Regions from separate parts of the Sus scrofa genome. Here region 2 is linked to region 1. Evidence: chromatin contacts called from public Hi-C data. All regions are on one chromosome and are shown on one strand. Each heading gives the region's core, a stretch centred on a gene start, on an enhancer-like site or on the middle of the called end of the contact. The rest is flanking DNA. Distances are from core to core; before and after follow the strand shown.

What was found. Hi-C and Micro-C count contacts between places; a contact is called where the count stands out from the background.
Region 2: a Hi-C map of liver shows a contact between it and region 1, with 4 times the contacts expected there. The contact joins the promoter of SHPK here to the promoter of ASPA in region 1. A contact is called at or near these places in 1 of 5 promoter capture datasets (liver), 17 of 47 Hi-C or Micro-C datasets (alveolar macrophages, blood, embryonic fibroblasts and 9 more) and 1 of 2 datasets of contacts at active chromatin or transcription factors (skeletal muscle).

Annotation. Positions count from the first base shown.
Region 1 is chr12:49,611,537-49,614,149 of Sscrofa11.1, forward strand. ASPA (aspartoacylase) reads left to right here and starts at 1,309. Exons shown (of 6, transcript NM_001123077.1): 1 at 1,309-1,544. The coding sequence starts at 1,309.
Region 2 is chr12:49,731,012-49,733,624 of Sscrofa11.1, forward strand. It overlaps SHPK (sedoheptulokinase), which reads right to left and starts at 1,308. Exons shown (of 7, transcript XM_005669118.3): 1 at 1,028-1,308. The coding sequence starts at 1,195. CTNS (cystinosin) reads left to right here. Exons shown (of 12, transcript XM_021067682.1): 1 at 1-172; 2 at 659-1,799.

The DNA.
Region 1 (2,613 bases), core at 59-2,558:
AGTGTTTTTCATACTTGAACGTATTTGACTTTCTGGATGGTTGAGCATGAAATCAAATCAGATTTGGCTCAGAGTCATTTCTCCAAAGGGACGTAATCATCTTAGTACATACAGTATTCTAGATGATTTCCCCTAAAACGACCCCCTCTTGAGCAACACATTCCAGTGGAAAGAGAGTCCCTGCTCCCAGTAAATTGGGCTGTGTCCACACAAACTCATATAATCTAGCATATCATAGTATATATAGCATGCCCCAGGACATTTTCAGGCATCTCAAAAACTTGAAAATTACTAACAGTTGTTTTTCCTTTCCTTTTCAGGCAAAGAGTGAGGAAGATCCCTAAGGAAGTCAACACAGAATCACCAATAACTTCATGAGAAAGAAAGCATGTTTCAAAGTAGCTTTTTACAGTGATCATGATTTGGTTCTTGTGTCTCTGACCATGAGAAAGCATTCTGGGGAGCTCTCATCGTGTCTCAGAGGATAATGAACCCGACTAGTATCCATGAGGATAGAGGTTCGATCCCTGGCCTCACTCAGTGAGTTAAAGATTCCACGTTGCTATGGCTGTGGCATAGGCTGGCAGCTGCAGCTCTGATTCAGCCCCTAGCCTGGGAACTTCCATATGCTGCGGATGCAGCCCTAAAAAGAAAAAAAAAAAAAAAAAAAGCATTTGCAAAGAAAGGAGGCTGGTTCCAGAGGAGCCCTCTGAGTTCTGCCTTTGGCTGTATGTAGAGATGAAATTCACGTGGCCTCTGATGATTTAAGCGGGGCTGGGGGGAGCTGCTGAACTCAATTCAGAGGAAGTGGTTTAAAGTGGAAACAGAAATACTGAATAATAACACGCACATCGTGGGCCACTTCTCTTTTATATTTTTGAGGATAAGAAAAATATAATCTATTTTTATTACTAAAACAGTAGTGAATGCACCATTAGATGACATTCTAGCTGAAGAGAAAACAGAAGTTTTGCATTAGTGTGAGATGCTAATTTTTATTGCATTTAGGTCTAACGACCATTTGAGGGAGTTAGAAGTTAAAGTAAACAGCTGTATCTCTAGTTGATCTCTGCATATTTTAATCCAAATATGGTAAAGGGCAGGGCTAAAGAAGGGAGTGTCCTTATAATAAACAAGGCTCAGAACTAACAGAAAATTAAAATATACTCCACTCAAGAGAACTCTGTACTTTGCACTTTGGTTAAAGTCTCATTTAGATTTAAATTTCTGAAGTTTGCTTAAGAAATTAAGTTTTCTTTGATCTCCTCCCTTCTGAATTGCAGAAATCAGATAAAACTACCTGATAAAATGACTTCTTGTCAAGTTGCTGAAGATCCCATAAAAAAGGTTGCTATATTTGGAGGAACTCATGGGAATGAGCTCACAGGAGTATTTCTAGTTAAGCACTGGCTGGAGAACAACACTGAGATTCAGAGAACAGGGCTGGAGGTAAAACCATTTATAACCAACCCAAGAGCAGTGGAGAAGTGCACCAGATATATTGACTGTGACCTGAATCGAGTTTTTGACCCTGAAAATCTTGGGTAAGACTGTTCTTATTTGTGTTGTATGTGTGTGCATGCACAGGGGTGTGTGTGTGTGTCTGTCTGTCTGTCTGAAAAGTAGTATGTGTGAGAGCATGTGTATGTGTATATGCATATGATATTCATATCCATACATACAGTTGCTCTTGTGAATAAGAGCACTTTCACTTTTAATCATACTCCATTATGAATTACTCAGTTATCTAAACTGAGCATTCATGTGCTCTTTTAGAAACTTTTTAAAACATCAGATGGTTTTTAACTGATTTTTCTTTTTAAATGTATTCTATGCAGACTGAAACAACAGATTACAGAAGCTTTTATTTTTTAAATCGTATCTGTAAAGAAGCAGATTTAATAGTCTTTTGCATTCCATTAATATTTGGCCATTATGCTTAGGTACATATTTGTTAGCTTTCTAGGTGGCACAATGCTCCTTTTTCTGCAACTATGTTTATGATGATGCCTAAAGTTCTAGTTAAGAAATGTGTAATGTTTCGACTAATATTTGTTGCATGAAAGAGTGAATAAATACCCTCAGAAAACATTAGTCCACTCTGTGATCTGAGGAGTAGATGTCCTACCTTCAGTGGGGATCACTGAGACCTGAATTTAAATTATAGTTGATGACACATTGCATACAATGTACATAACACTCTAGGTTTGTCCTTATTAATTATTTTTGCCTTTGTATACATCATTATAGCCACTACCAAAAATATATATGCCTATGAGCTTTTTACCACTTTTTTCTTTCATTTACATAAAAATATTATTAAACACCCACTCTTCACAGGGCGCTGTGCCAGGTATCATGGATATACAAAGCTATGTACAAAATGGTTTTTAATCTCAATGAGCTAACAGACTGCAAGCTAAGATATCAGTCATGTACAGAAACAACTACCATAGTACTGCTTTATGTACTCATTTTCTGTTAAATCCTAATTTGAGTTTAGAGAGTTGCTTCAATTTAATCCCATCACAGATCAAAAGATGGTTACCACATTCATACAAATTTGTCTCACTTTATGGAATAGACGTTTTCTGAGGCACTTATACATTAGTC
Region 2 (2,613 bases), core at 58-2,557, 120 kb after region 1:
TGAGATCCAGGAGGAAAAAAAAAATTCGTGAGGTTACACACAAAGTTCCTTGATGTTAATTTCTAGTGTCAATGATCTGAACATAAGCTACGTTTCTCTGGGAGTTAATGGAACCCAGCTTTGGGGATTGACATCCTTTCGGAACCCATATGCCTCAGCTGAACACACGGAGGTGAGATTTTGTTTCTATCTTGTAGCTTTAACAATTTGAACTTTTTCTAATTGTTTTTTCTTTTCTTTTCTTGTTTTTTTTTTTTTAGGGCTGAACCCTTGGCACATGGAAGTTACCAGCCTAGGGCTGGAGTTCAAGCAGCAGCTCCTGGCCTACACCACAGCTCACAGCAACACCGGATCCTTAACCCACTGAGCCAGGCCAGGGATTAAACCCACATTCTATGGATACTAGTAGGACTCGTTACCGCTGAGACACAATGGGAACTCTGACTTTTTCTAATATTTTAATCAAGATCTCTCTCAATGTCTTTCTATCTGTCCTGATGTCTTTCCTCCAAAGGTGTATCAGCCTTTGGGGCTGGGGCACTTTTGCTGTCCAAGTGTTTGAGTCCCTCCACTCACAGACCTCTTCTGGGACTGGGGCAGGTTACATCTGGTTGAGAAAGGGGCAGGCTACATCTGATTCTACATCTGATTTCTCAAGGAAAAAGCAGACCTTGCCCTAGAGAATCGAGGACACTGGCAAATGTGCGGGGCAGAGAGCCACAAAAATAAGGAGACCTGAGATCTCTCCATGTATAAGAGAGCAACTACCTGCAGGTCAAGGTACACAAGGTAAGAGTGCAGAGAGCAAGGGGATATACATAGAGAGCCAAGGGCAAGGCTCCTCGAGAAGGCCGGAGAGTCGGGAAGATCGGTGCCAGGAGGTGGGAAATTTCCTGAGAGGAAACCTAATGGAGGGAGTTGCAGCAGGCAGGCAGAGATCAGGCAGGCTGGAGCTGTCAGGGAGACTTGTTTGAGGAGGAAGAGTGGAGGCTCCTGGAGGCGGCGCGACTCCAGGACGCTGCCTCACCTGGGACCCGGCCGCCGCGCTCTGGGCCGCCGTCTCGGCCTGCGCAGCTCGTGCACAGCTCGCCAGTACCACGAACCCGGAAGGGTCACCCGGTGAGGCTTCCACCAAGGCCGCCTTCACAGATGTGGTGCCCAAGTCGATGCCCAGAGTGACAGATCGAGCAGCCATGGCAGCGCTTGCGTCTGGGGCCGAGGCGCCCTCTCCCGCACACTTCGCCCAGGACCAGGGAGCCAAGGCGGAGCCTCGCCTGCCACTCTTTCCAGACACGCTGGACACGGGCGAATTCGTCTCCCCATTGGTTGAGGAAGGTTGAGTCGCGCGCCCCGCGTGACCGTCCCCTGCTATAGGCGGAGCCGTGGTGGAGGGCGGGACCTAGGGGCCCCGCCCCGCAGAGCAAGATTTGCGAATTGGAGTGAAGCTTTGTCCTCGCTCAACAAAGTTCTTCGGGATACCGAGAGGCGCTGGGGGATGAGAGAGCCTCTGTGGCCCTATTGCTGACTAAACCCTCTCACATACCCGAGTCCCCATCCCTGCCGAGTTGCCTGCGCCCCTCCGCTTCGCTCCAACCCCTAATTGTCCCTCTGAGACGCGGAAAAACTACAGCTCCCAGGGTGCATCGCGCCGAGATCTGGCCTCCGTGAATCAGGTGGCTCGGGTCAGGTGACTTCTGGCCCGCCCCACAGTTAAGTCAAGCCGGCGGAGAGAGGCGGGTACCGTCGAGAGCCGCTCCTGCGTCCAGTGCAACCGGTCCTCTGAAGCTAGAGGACCTCAGGTGAGAGCCTGCGCGGCCCCGAAAGCCTCTCCCCCTCATTTCTCAGGCGCACCCCCTGAGGTCCAGAGACTCGCACAGCAAGCCAGTTGGACAGCCTGCCGCGCTTCCAGCCTCTCTTAGCTGCGCCGGGTTCTGTCTCTTGCCGCCAGCCCCGGCCTCGCGGAGAGCCCCCAGATTGAAGGGCTCGGGTGGTAGCGAGTGGAGGCAGGGACACTAGGCTGCCGAGGTGCTTTGGGAGGCTCTACAGTGCAGGTTAGCGCCCCTTTCCCCGCCTTTTGCTTAGTTGCCTCCTGAATCTGGGTCTGGGAGTTTGCAGATTGCTCTGCGGATGTGAGACGCTGAAAAGACCACTTCGAACTCCTTTTAGGGTGCTCAAGTGCCAGCCTGGCCCCAGGGGAGTGGGCAGGATGAGATCCGGCCCCGCCCTCCGGGGCTTTCAGGATAGAGAAAGGGAGGACGACTGGGCCCAGCCTTTTTCAACAACATTGAAGAAAACAACAGCCCGGGCTTTGTGAGAGCTTGCTAGGCGCCCTGGGCACCAGCTGTATTTACTTTATTGTTTCTCAACTTTTTTTCCTTACCAACACCCACCCCCTTGAAGTTTTAATACTTCTGATTAAAAGGCCACAAACCGTGCTTAATGTTTCATCTCATATAAGCCCTATGACTTAGTTCCCACTGCCCATGTTTTCACTTTAGGAAATTGAAGCTTGAGGAGGTTAAGTAGCACCCAGAGCCACACAGCTAATAAACGGGGAGCTCAGGTTCAAACCTGTGAAGTCTGTCTCCAAGGGGCACACTCTTTGCCACTGTT